Linked DNA regions of Mus musculus: region 1 is linked to region 2. Evidence: chromatin contacts called from public Hi-C data. All regions are on one chromosome and are shown on one strand. The core of a region is the stretch at or near the end of the contact, and the rest is flanking DNA. Distances in the headings are between cores, read along the strand shown. Region 1 holds the start of Rims2 (regulating synaptic membrane exocytosis 2). Region 2 overlaps Dcaf13 (DDB1 and CUL4 associated factor 13).

Region 1 (7,248 bases), core at 857-3,356, 51 kb after region 2:
TAAAGTGACCCACGTTTTCGTGTCTTAACTTTAAAAACCATGCATGATAGTCTTAAATTATACTTAGTTTCTAGAGTCTGGCTCCAGCTCTATTATTTACCATACTTATACATCTTCTGATCTTGGTCTTCAATTTCCTATTGATGAGGCTGGATTAGAGATTTATAAAAATTCTTCAACTGTAAAACACTTAAATCAATTGGGCTAATATGATCTCATTTGGTTTGCACAAAGCAGTGAAAGCTAATTTGGATTATGAATCCGGTTGAAAACAGGTGAATGGTAGTAGCAATGAACAGTAGTAATAATAATATGAAACAAAACATAAGCAAACGTTTCCATTTTTTTCTTTCTAGTTACAAAGGATGGGAGAAAAACAATATAGATATTTCAGCTTAGAAATCACAAGAGACATGTAGTGCCGCTTTGTCTGTTCCCAGTTCTCTCAAACTGAGACTAGTCAGATGGTACCTGGGGAACAAAGGAGGGAGAGAGCTTACTACACGTAAATACAATACAAACCCCGAAGGTTTTACTCACCAGCCTATAACCTGGCCTAGTACTAAGCAGTGCGAGTGTGGAAGGCGTGGTAGGGGTGTGTACATACACACGCACGAACACTGTAACCTTGCTAACCAAGCACCTGTCTAGTGGCAGGAAGAGGAAGAGGGGGTGATCCAGATCACCTCAGCTGGCTCGCCCCGCCCCGAGGGAGAGCTGTCTGGGCTGCGCTGGGCTTCTCTGAGAGCCCGCGCCGGTGGTGGCCACCTCCCTCCTATTGGAGTCGGTTTTCTTCTGTTCTTTGACTGAGCCTGTCTCCAGGCTTTCTAAAATCAGGCTAACGCTCCAATAACGACTCTTCTCTAGATTAGAGTGACCGGCAGAAAGGGGCTGAACGGCCCGATTCCTCCGGGGACGTGATCTGACCCTTTCCCTCTTACACCTTCCAATCGCCTCGGGCAAACCGCCCCAGCATCCTGTCTTCTGTACCTCTCCGTGCAGCGGGTACCGACAACCCAGTTTTCCAGAACTTCCGCACTCCCGCCCAGGTCCTTTCCACTCCCTCAGGCTCTTCCCCGCTGCGAGTCCCGGGCCGCTGACACCGCAGGGACACCCACCTGCTCCGATCTTCCCTCGTCCAGGGTCCAGTACCCCGCCCGGGACAGCTCGGGGGGCGCCCGGTCCCTCAGGCTCGGCGCCAGCCACCTGAGATCCTCCCGCCCCCACCGCCCACAGCCCCGCACCCCGGGGCGCCCGCTCCCTCGCCGCCCTGCTCCTCACAGCTCCCCGCCCCGCCCCAGCCGTTAGCAGGGTCCGGGGCGAGCGTCGGCCGAGTCCGGGCCTGGGCGGTTCGCAGGGGACACGGGCCCGGCGGGAAGAGTCGGCGAGGCAGAGGCGGCGCGGGCGAGTGCACCTAGCGGGCCCGCCGCGCCGACTCCGCGGACACTGGGGGCGGCGGCGGCGGGACCCCGGGCGGGCGCGTGATGAGGCGCGGCGGGCGGCCGGCCCCGCGGCGCGCGCGAGCTCACTTGGGTCCGGGCGTTGGCAGCCGCGGGCCGCGGGCCGGAAGATCGGCCGTCTGGGGCCGGGGTGGGGGCTGGGGTCCCCTGCCGCAGCCCGCGCCTCGTGGTTCCCGGAGGGGTCCTCCCTCGCGGAGCCCCGGAGCCCGGTGACGCGCCAGCCGGCGGGACGGCCGCTCTCGCCGCCTCCGGGCGCTCGGGGCGAGTTCCCGGGACTCCCCAGGGGTCGGGCTCGCGGGCAGCGCTTCCCGCTCCGCTCCGCCGCCGCGCCGGACACTCGCGCCCCGGCCCGCGGCCGCCTCCCTCCAGTCACCCCACCCTCAGCCGTCCCCGCCACCTTACTCCACCGCCCTCCCCCGCCGCTCCGCGCACTCGGCGTCGGGGCCTCCAGCTCCTCGCTCCCGCGAACCGCTCACTTGGCAGCCCTTCGCCCCCGGGAAGAAGAAACATTTCCCCGAGCGCACTCCTCAGCCCTCCCCCCTCGGCCCTCCCCTCCCCCTGCCTTCTTTCCTGGGGGAGGGGGGCTGTCGCCTCGGATTGAAGGCCATTGATTTGTATGCATTTGTCCCAGCCCCGGAGGCTGCCCCAGCCGCCCGCGCCCGAGCCGCGGCTGCCAGCGGAGTTGCCTCCCTGCTTCCCTAGGGTGGTTCGGCTCCGCCAAACATGTCGGCTCCGCTCGGGCCCCGGGGCCGCCCGGCTCCCACCCCGGCGGCCTCTCAACCTCCTCCGCAGCCCGAGATGCCGGACCTCAGCCACCTCACGGAAGAGGAGAGGAAAATCATCCTGGCTGTCATGGATCGTCAGAAGAAAGAAGAGGAGAAGGAGCAGTCCGTGCTCAAGTAAGGACCCGGCTCCATCTTCCCGCCTCCCTCCCTGCCCTCCGCCCCCCTCGGCCGCTTCCCCGCGACCGCCCGCGCGCCGGGGATCGCCGCCTTTCCTCCCCGCCGGTGGCGCGGGGGCCACGAGGGCTGCGGCCCGCGGCCGCCAGGGTCGCTTTCTAGTTGTCAGCCGCGGGGGTGTGTGTCGCGGAGGGAGGGCGCCGAGGCCGGCTGAGGTGACGGTGGCGAGCTCGGGGAGGCGGCGGTTTCCCCGGCGCCCTCCGGCTTTCCCCGCGGGCCACTTCGGCTCCCGGGATGAGGCTGAACCCTGGCTCCTCGCGTCCCATTTCCTTTCCCGCCGCCCCCGCGCGGAGGCAGTGACTGGGGCAAGGAATCCAATATGGCCGTGCACAGGTGCTCCCGGGCCGGACCCGGGTGAAGCGCCCAGGCCCGGGGTGCCGGTGCCACCGGGGTCGCTCGTCCCGCGCCTGCGAGGGCCGGCTCCGTCCCCAGCCCCGGGAGGAGCTGCGCTGCCCACGGTCGCAGCGGACAGGAAGGCTGCGGGGCGGGCGAGGGGGCCTAAGCGCGGTCTCGTCTCGTCTCGGGTGGGTGTGCGGCCGCCGCCATCTTCCAGCCCCTCCCCCTCGGCGGGTGCTAACACCCTGCACTCTGCTGCTGTTCTTCCTGTTTGCAACTAGTAAATCTGTAGGATCCCGAGGAGACTCCACTTCCTACCATCGTGGCAGTTTGGGTTGCTCCCTGCTTGTGAAGTTCTACTATGTTTGCTCACAGTCCAGCCAGCGGGGTTTTGGCGAGGGTGGGAGGCGTGAAAGTAGCACCCAAGCATCGGTTTAGAGGCGGTGTAACTTCAGCACCAGGGAACTGTCCAGAATGAGTTTTCCTTTACTTTGGGATTCCTTGTCAGTGTAGCACTGTAGCTGAGATTGTTTCTACAGGTTTGCTTTTAAATGTTTTATGATTTTTTATATCTCGGTTGCTTCTGGAAAGTCATTGTCTGGATCTGTAAAGATCTGTAACCCTTTAATGTTTGTCCAAGTCGTTACTCACTATAAAAATTAACCTGTATATGCCTAAAGAGAGGGAGGGCAGTTCTCTTGCATGTCACCGAATACACTTTCCCATAATCGCTATAGAAACACACAACTAAAAGCGTTGACTTCCTCCTTGAAAAGAAATAGCTTACTGACCTTCACCACTTATTTTGAAAACAGGTTGTTGAATTCAGTATTTTTTTTTTTTACAAATGAAAACACACCTTGTCTAGATGTACATCTTCTCACATTTTAGTGAAGCAGATTTTACATAACCTATGGTAACAAACATATCAAATAGATATATATCTTTAAAAGATACAAGTTCTCACAAAATAATAAAAGAACAATTAGGAATTGCTTCAATACTAATTTTTAGGTTTGAATATTTACTAGGGAATTTGGCTTATTCATGGTCATAGGATAGGAATAAAAAGTTAAGAAATTTAATCAGTTTAAACTATGGAATAATAAAAATAGTTTTTAAAAAAGCTTTTTGAGCATACTCTAACTTTGCTCAACTTTAATCTATATACTAGTATGTGCTAAGATTCTGATCATTACGATTTATATTCAGATATATAAATTTACACTTCTTAATATAGTTGCTGAAAATCAGTGTTGCCAAAATGATGCTCAAATAAAATATGGCTTTATTTCTTTGACCTACATATTTAAATGGAAATGGGGTTTTATTTATAGTAAACTGAAGCATAGTGTTTATTGGCTAGTTAATCTTATGTAGTTTTTATTCACAGTTTCAATATATGGACATTTTAGTGACTGTTTGAGTACTGAACTACAAATTGCTCAAAATGAAGAGCGTATTTTACTGAATAGATGTTTAAAAAGGGTTTTCCAGGTCAAGTATATATGTGCACATCTCTAAGTAAACCTCCATATTTTGCAAATATATGTTTGTATATTTATTTCACTTTATTTAGCCAGACACAGTCTCTAAATATAGCTATATAATATGTGAAATCACATCAACGAGAAATATAGACTCAGATTTAAGTAGTTATTCACATAGTTTTAAATGTTCTTTAAAATGTTTTTGAAATGAGAGTGGACAAGGAAACTGAGAGTAAACTTTATAATAGTATTGCAGGAACAAGAGGCAAATCAGTTTGAAAAAATTTGACCATTTATTAAATAATATGTTTCCAGCCTTGGGTGTTAAATAACAAATATGCTGTGTAGAAAAAATAATCCTGATAGTTGTGTTTACTCTTTCTCTTGAAAATCTAGGACCATATATCAGCTCCTCACTAAACTGTCTGTCATTTAACTGAATGTTAGCTAGCATCTTTCCTGAGAGAAGGTCATAGGCACAGAGAAGTAAACTAAAATTCAAATTTGTATCTGCTACTCTTTAACTATCATAATAAAAATAAGTTTGATGTGTGAAGAAATTGAAGGCTGGATAAAAATATTTTGTGTGATCTGTGAGTCTCAGTATCCATACTAAATATTATTCAAAGTAAGATGTGTATACCCAAGGGATTCACAAGATGATATACTGGAATACAAGAACAGATTAAACATATAGTCCCATCTTTGAAGAAAAAAAGACTAAGCCCCATTAATGCTTAGTATGGTCAGCTAATACTAACATGAATATAATTTATGAATAAATGCATACATTAAGAGATCATGCCTGAGATGTTTTCAATAAGAAAGGTGAGCCATCAAAACAAGTTGAGGCCACCACACTGAATTCTCTTTTAAGAGACTGAGTAATTAGAAATGATTCGTACTTCATTATCAGTGATTTCTTTAAGGCCCAGCTATGCATACATACCCAGGAAGTCTTCTGTCTATCAAACAATACTATCTTCCATGTGAATGAGGTACTGTATTTTTCAAAGCATTTTATATCCCACTAACCCCCTTGTTAATTACTAAAACAAAAGAAAACAAAAGTGCCCTTACATGAATTCCTGCAGCCGGTTCAGCCCTGAGCCTTGAGGAGTCACTGGTTATCTTGCTCCTTGGCATCTTAACACATAATAGGTACCTAGGAAGTAATGTTGAGCTGAACTACCATGCAAATGAAACAGTTCACTCATTCTGTGGAAAAAAGACGATTCATTGTTTTGAAAGAAAAACTATTTAGGGACTGTGTATTACCATTGTCTTTTGTTTTTATTTTATTTTGGTCTGACTAAAAATCAAGTAGAAAGGTATTCAGGAAATGTGTAATGTGGTTTTATTATGTTCGCAACATAGTCTTTTTATACAAAGTATTTTGAACACTTCTTCCTTCTCTTTCTCCCTACTTTTTTTTTTAAAATCTTTTCCGCTCTTTTCCTCCCTTTCTTTCATTTGATAGTGTCTTTCTGTGTAGCCCAGGTTGACCTTAAATGATTCTTCTGCCTCTGCCTTTCTAATCCCAAGTGCTGGGATGACCAGTCATTGAGCTACCACACCTATTTATGCTTTTCAGGAGATGTGTATTGTCTTTGTTCTCAGCTTGGGCTTTCTATTAATGTTGATAGGACAACATGTTCCTCAAATCGAAAGAATAAAGCACATCCATGACAGATTAAGTTAACAAGTACATACTGTATACACATATGAGGAGTTATAAATGTTTTATTGTACTTAGTTTAATTCATTTATTTATGCTTGAGACAGGGTATTGCTTTGTAGCCCTGGCTTGTTTGGAATTTGGTACATAGACCAGACTGGCCTTAAAACTCAGAGATCCACCTGTCCCTGCCACCCAAGTGCTAGGCTAGTATTAAAGGTATATGCTACAGTTTCTGGCTAATGTTTTATTTTATTTTATTTTATTTTATTTTATTTTAGGACAGGGTCTTTCTACATAGCCCTGGCTGTCCTGGAATTAACTGTGTAGACCAGGCTGGCCTCAAACTCACACAGATCTGATCGATTCTGCCTCCCAAGTGCTGGTAATATCCATGTATGCGCCACCACATCCAGCTTAAATTTTTTAATAGTGCAATTTTATAAGTGGTTTCTGAAGTTAATTTACAATTTTTATTTAATAGATAATATATACTTTTGCTACAAAATATCTTATTTACCAATTTGCCTATGTGCAATTATTGTTACTAGAACATTTATTCTTTGCACGATAAAATTGAGGTACAAATATATATACTCATGTAACTAGATGTGTTTATATATTAGTGCTCATGCATGTATGTGTATTTGTGTACAAAGAAGTGCAAATGCGTCCTGCATTTTGGGAAATGAATTCCACACTGGGTTAAGTGTCAGTATCTGTCCCATTTGTTGAATGTTTCGAAATTTCTTGAACTAATGACATACTTTTAGATACTTTGGTTGTCTTTGTTTTCCACTGGAGACAGTACTTTGATACACTGTTTTTAATGTGGAGACTGTATCTTTGGGCTAAATTTTTAGAAATAAATTGTTCTTTTAATGAGTCAGTAAACTTCAATAAATACTACCAAATTTATTTTGGAAGAGGAAGTATGTATACCGAGGAGACTTTCCTACTTCCTTGCCAACTCCGTGTGTGGTAAGCTTGGTCAGAATTTCAGTAATAAATATGCCACTGTAGTTTAACTTGAAGTTTTCTTATTATTAATGATAGTGCAAGCGTTTTCTGCTTGTTTAGGATCATTTATATTTCCTTTACTGTTGGTAATTTTTCTAATATTTACGTCTGCCTGTCTGCTCATTTGTCTATGTATGTCTCGCTCTACCATAGCACACCAGATAAATGAACCATAAAGATGTTTGAATAAAGATGACCATTTCAAATATCCGTTGCTCTTGCCAAAGATGAAAACCTTCAATTTTTAAGGATTCAACTGTATTTTAACAGTTGCTTGGCACTTTATAAGAAAGTGTCTAGTGAAA
Region 2 (6,221 bases), core at 1,147-3,646:
CTACTTTAAGTTCAGTTGTCATTAGTGTTCACTGTGTCTCAGACCCCTTCATAACAGAATGCTCTAGTGTGTTTCTCTTATTCCTCGAATTGTTAAACAAAACCTACTTATGGGGTTACATACTTTTTAAAAAATTTTTATGTAGTTAGATTTTTACCAAAATCTAAATTGACTGACTGCTCCTGATGCCTTTTCTGTACCCTGTGCCTCGTGTGCTCAGCCTCCGAGGGCTGCAGAGCCTGGCCCTGCAGCTCACACAGCCCTGACCCCAGCTCACACTGCTGCTTACCTTCTGGCATCTGTTTACATGTTGGTGTGCTGCCTCCAGAGCAGCGGCTGCTTGCAGAGCGGTACTGACAAGCTCACTGGTGATTTTGTTTGTGTGTAGTAAAAGTTGAATTTTGGGGACAAGGGGGAAGAAGTACTTCCTAAATTTTTACACTCAAGAAAACTATAAAAAATTTGAGATACCAAATGCACTTTGTTTTTAGCTTACATCACGAGAAAAAGCAGCAAATGATTATAACCAGAAGTTAAAGGAAAAATTTCAATACCATCCACATGTAAAACGGATTGCTCGCCACCGACATCTCCCGAAATCTATCTACAGCCAGATTCAGGAGCAGCGCGTGATGAAGGAAGCTCGGCGCCGAAAGTATGTGTTGAGACCGTTGACTCTTCGCTTAGTACTCTCAGCTGTCTTCCCTCTGTCATCTCTGTCATCACCATCACCAAGCAGACACTTTCCTTCCGTCTTACTGTTTGGAAACATCTCACCGATCCTGGAAATCACCTATTGCTAGACTAGTTGGTTGGTGAACTTTGGAGATCCTCCTGTCTCCATCTCTCCAGTGCTAAAGTTACCGACACATAACGCTAAGGAATGAGTTATAGCTAGGCAGTGGTGGCGCACGCCTTTAATCCCAGCACTTGGCAGGAAGAGGCAGGCAGATTTCTGAGTTTGAGGCCAGCCTGGTCAGCAGATCGAGCTCCAGGACAGCCAGAGATACACAGAGAAACCCTGTCTCGAAAAACAAAAACAAGGGGTTGGGGATTTAGCTCAGTGCTAGCTGGGTTCGGTCCTCAGCTCTTGGGGGGGGAGGGGGGAAAGCAAATCAGTTGTAATATAGCTATTATTATGACATACTGTATTTTCTAAATGAATTCAAAGAAACTAGGCATAGTAGCACCTACCTATAATCCCAGTACTCTGGACCACGAGTTCAAAGCCAGTCTGGACTGCAACGAATTTTTAAAACTCATATTTAACAATCATTTCTTTTAAAAACTTTAATTTTATTTGAGATCTAATGTCTTGTTTCTTGAGGTAAGGGACTCACTGTGATTCCTAAGCTAGTTTTGAATTCCTGGGCTCCAGTGGTTCTTCTTCTTCATCCTCTGAGAGCTACGAAGCAGAACTTCCCCAGCCCCCACCCTTTCTCCTGTAGAACGCCTTCTCGGGAGCCCATGATTAATGCAGTGTTGAAGTTTTTAGAGCTTTTGGGTTTTGTTATGAGTTACTGTTGTTATGCTCTTTGGGTACATGTTGGGATTTAATCATATTTATGTCTCTTAATAAACTGTGGTATTTTTAAACTTAGTAAGGGATGCTGGGTTTTAGGTGTTTGTTTGTTTGTTTGTTTGTTTAGTTGGTTGGTTTTTGGTTTTTCTTGAGACAGTCTCCAGGGCGGTAGTATGGACCAGACTGGCCTCTGACTCAGAGATTATCCTGTCTCTGAGTCCTGAGTCCTGGGATTAAAGTCCTGTATCACCACACCTGGCTCAAAAGCATGCAGCACTAAGGTGTATTCCTATAAGCCAGTCTTGACCTGCTTAGCTTCTAAGGTCAGACAAGATCAGGTGCATTCAGGGTGGTACAGCCTTAGACATTGATCATTAATATGAAGCAATTAAATAACAAAAGTTGAATGTAACTTTTTACTTTATTCTCATTGGAAAATTCTTTTTTAAGTTTAGTTCTAGTGAAAGAAAATGCTTTATGATTTAATTTCTTTTGGCTGAGGTAATTTCTTATGTACTTGCTCATATTTTATATATTTTGTTTATTTCTAGGGAAATGAATCGTCGTAAACATAGCAAGCCTGGATCTGTGCCGATTGTGTCAGAGAGGAAGAAACACGTAGTGGCGGTTGTGAAATAATGTTTTGTCTTCCTACCAAGTTTGATATATAATTATTTGCTACTTTTGATTTGGGAACTCTGTAAATAAAAGTCCTGAGTCTGGTTTAATAGTAAACACTGCAGTTGTGTGTTTTTCTTTCTTTTGCCCTGCTTGACTTGGCGTTCTCTGTTTTTCTTACTACTTGCACTGATCTAAGAGCCAGCTGTGCAGTAGCAGAATCACCTGTCAGTTCGTTTGTTATGTAACAACTGAAACCTTGGTATGTTTGCCTGGTGTCTTGTCAGAGCATTCGATGCTACTGCTATGTAGAGAAGTGGCACCTGCTGAGTCACTGGCCCTACCTCCTGCTACAACCTGGTTTCCATAGTGATATTTTCAGTGTCCCTCACATCACAGAGCCTGACTAGTCAGAGACACGAGCGATTTCCTGTAATTCAAGCCTAGGCTAATCTACACACAGCATGATTCTGACCATTTTTGAAATGTCACTTTTGGCGTTCATGGCCTCTTGTAAAAAATGTACACATAGAGTTTCTCAAGTGACATTGTCAGAGTAGATCTTGAAGGGAGTAAGGATGGTGATAATGAGAAGTTGCTGAAAAGAGAGAAGAGCGGAAGTAGAAAAGACAGAATTGCCTGTGGATATCAAATGCCTTCTTATTAAGTCTCACCATGTAGTCAGTGTGACCCTTCTCTTTGATGGAAACAGACTGGGTAATGTTCTGTCACGGGTATAAACAATAAGGTAATCAGGATGCCTTTGGCGAGTAGCTTGAGTAGTTAATTCAGAGTTAAAGTACTAAAGTATTTGATGGCAGGGACCTTGAAGCATGGTGAGTGTCTTTGCCAGTGTCTAGGGATTGTGAGTGGATAGATAACTTGTTTATTGAATAGATATTTTCTGATTTCCTCAACCTGTGTTGAGTCCTAGCAAGCAGGTGCTCACACATGTGTACATGCCCTTGTGTCCCCCACCCCTGTGTGTGTGTGTCTGTCTTGTCTATAATTTTTAAGCCAAGGGCAGTAGCAGCTTTATGCTTGGTTTTCTTCATGAGCACTTATGGCAGTGTCTGGAATGAACTTGTTCTTTTGCTTCAAGCCTCAGGGTCATCTCTTGCATTCTCTGTTTGAATAGCATACCTACCACCTACAGAGATTCTCAAGAAAAAGTCCTGTACAAGGCTTTATTAATAATTGTAACAATAATATCTGTTGACCTGCTGGTTTCTAAACAGTATGTCTTACATGCACTTACTTGAAATTAATTTACATCAAATTCTGATAAGAATCTCCAAAGGGAGTTCTTACTACAGTTCATATAGTCTGTACACAGTCTACATTGAAGGGGTCAATCTCAAAGAAAATAAGTAATTGCAGAGCATTATGATATCTTAGTAAGACAATACAGCAGCAGAAAAGAAAGGCCTACCTGCTGGGGAAGGAAGAAGCAAGCCCTTCAGAGGCCAGCAGTGGCTTGGTTTTGTTTTTTTGTTTTGTTTTGTTTTGTTTGCTTGTTTTTTCTATTCACTTTACATTTCGATTGCAGCCCCCTCTCCCAGTCCACCCCTCACACAATCCCTCCCTTTCTCAGAGAAGGGGGACCACCCACCCCCATACCAGCCCACCCTGGCACATCAAGACACTGCAGGACTGAGCACATCTTCTCCCACTGAGGCCAGACAAGGCAGCCCAGTTAAGGGAACAGGATTCACAGGCAGGCAGTGGAATCAAGGACAGCCTCCTGCTCCAGCTGTTGGGAGATCTGTATGAAGACCAAGCTGCACATCTGCTTGGTTATGTGCAGAGGGTCTAGGTCCAGTCCATGTATGCTTTTTCGTTGGTGCTCCAGCCTCTGAGAGCCCACAAGGGTCGAGGTTAATTGACTCTGTTGGTCTTCTCTTGATACTTTTATTACTATATTTTCTTTTTAAATTTTTTTATTCATTTATTTTTATTTATTCACTTTACATCCCACTCACTGCCTCCCTCCTGGTCACCCACCCCCTCCCACAATCCTTCCTCCATCCCCCTTCCCCACGAAGAGTAGTGCTTATCGAATGCCTGCTGAGTCTGGCCTTGCAGGGATGCTTAGAAGTGGAGGAAGGATGTTTTCAAAGTAAACTCAAGACCTCTCCAGTGTGTTCATTAAAAACTGCTCATTAAAAAAGAAGGAAGGAAATGTCTTCCAACAATGCCAAGTTATTAGAAACTTTCAGTTCCAGGTCAATATATAAAGTTTGGGTTAATATTCTTTCTCCAGAGAGAGAAGGGATATTAGAGATTAATGGATCACAAAGCTTAACACGAGGAGCCTGAGAGCAGAGGGTAGAAAAAAGCATAGGTGAACGTGGTCAAAAGAGGAGACAGTGAGCCAAGTCTAATGTCTACACCACCTCATGCTTTGAAAAGAACAGAGAAGCCTAGTCATAAAAACAGGAGGGAGGTAGAGGTCTTTCGATCTTTATCCCATAATACACCCCAGCACCAAAGGGGGAAAAAAAATCCATTTTAGGGCCACCTTCACAGTAAGCCTAAATAGGCAGGAGATGTAGCTCCGCTGGTAAAATTCTCACCTGAATACATGAGTGCCTAAGTTTGATCCCCACCACATAAAACTAAGTGTGGTGGTACCCGCCTGTAACTCCAGCACTAGAGAGGTAGGTGCAGGAGGAGCTGGAAGCTAGATGGGGTGGAGCATACTTCAAATATCAGCTCACTTGGTGTAGTCACAACAGAGAGGGGTTGTGGGAGGGAGAGAAGGAGAGAAAGGGAGGGAGGGGGAGGGAGAGAGGGGGAATGTCTATTACAACATAAAGATAAAAACCACTTGTAGTTAATACATGGTTGGAGACAGAGATTGGCGATCATTCTGTTCGAATGAGTGTTTGCCTCAAGGAAATTTAAGAAATGGGAAGGAGTAGCAGAGCCCCAGGGACAGGATTTCAGTACAGCCGAAGCAGGCACTACTGACTGAGCTGAGGCTTGCCTACCCAATGATCTCCAGACACCGACTTCCGGTCTCCCGTTCAGCTCGGCACATTTCAAAGCAGTCGCCTTAGCCTGACTTGGTGTCACTTTCCAGTTCTAATGACCCATAAATGGCTGCCTTCCATTTCAGTTCCTGAGGGGTAGAACTGCTTATTTTTGGAGTTGGGTCCTTAAAGCAGAGTTACCAGCTGAGATATCTGGTTCTGGCCATGATTTAGCATGACGTGGAACAAGCTGTATATGGGCAGGCAAGCCCAGTACATTTGAGCTAATCACCAAAATAATAGCAACATAGTGATATGAAGGAAAATGTGAAGGCTCCTGGGATGACTTGGGGCTGTTCATTGCTAAATTGATGAAAGGTCCTGGGAAACGTCAACCTTAGTACATTTTGGTGACCTGTTTTTCTAGTTCATTACCTAGGTCTCTGGATATATACCTGTAAATACTTTCCTACGTTCCTTCTGGTCTCTGTTCTTCCTAACAGATGGGAAAGATATAAAGGTTTGAGACTCAGCGTCCTCCATCCTAGGAGTAGACCTCTGATTCCAACCTTTCTCCATTTGGCTCTACTTGAACCCTTCCTTTCCAAATCTGCTTCATCATGGCAATTAGCCAAGTGCAGGTCTCTTGCATAATGGACTGTGTACTTGCTTCATCTGGCTGCTAAACCAAACAACCACACTGAGACCTTTTCTTGTGCCATCTACCTTTCTACTGATGAGCCTTGGAAGTTTGACCAAGCTTGTGAAACCACTGGACTACTGACCACACTGTAATCATTCAGAGCAAACAAAGCCCCCTTTCCCAGACCAGAACTGAGTCCCAGCATTCTGTGTGCCCAATAAGGACACAGCTTGCAGACTTTATAATTACCTGAAAGGAAATTTTATCTTTATCCTTTGCAGAAATAAAATGGAAGTGGTGGAGAAATGACAATATTAGGTAGTGTGAAAATTCCTTTAAATAATTAATATTGCCAGGAAGTATACACTCACACACCGAGTTTGGCACTTTAGTAATGCATGTTCCTCTAAAATTATTATTCTCAAAATTTATAATCTTAATATAAAAATTCATTTGGGTTTAA

Evidence for each region. Hi-C and Micro-C count contacts between places; a contact is called where the count stands out from the background.
Region 1: a contact with region 2 is called in a Hi-C map of liver, with 1.7 times the contacts expected there. The contact joins the promoter of Rims2 here to the enhancer-like site in region 2. A contact is called at or near these places in 12 of 39 promoter capture datasets (the 3T3-L1 cell line, 3T3-L1-derived adipocytes, the HPC-7 cell line and 6 more), 2 of 484 Hi-C or Micro-C datasets (both in liver), 6 of 115 datasets of contacts at active chromatin or transcription factors (embryonic stem cells, epiblast stem cells and stem cell-derived neural progenitor cells) and 3 of 9 other capture datasets (adipose tissue, liver and pancreatic islet).

What each region holds. Positions count from the first base shown.
Region 1 is chr15:39,196,180-39,203,427 of GRCm38.p6, forward strand. Rims2 (regulating synaptic membrane exocytosis 2) reads left to right here and starts at 2,107. Exons shown (of 27, transcript NM_053271.2): 1 at 2,107-2,359. The coding sequence starts at 2,184.
Region 2 is chr15:39,144,600-39,150,820 of GRCm38.p6, forward strand. It overlaps Dcaf13 (DDB1 and CUL4 associated factor 13), which reads left to right. Exons shown (of 11, transcript NM_198606.2): 10 at 492-655; 11 at 2,074-2,257. The coding sequence ends at 2,161. Among named protein-coding and RNA genes, the nearest start is that of Dcaf13, 35 kb to the left of the region's middle. Within about 2 kb of position 2,397, at least 7 of the 459 cell types and tissues checked have an H3K27ac peak or open chromatin away from gene starts, as enhancers often do. A contact at or near this core is called in liver, where this site is marked.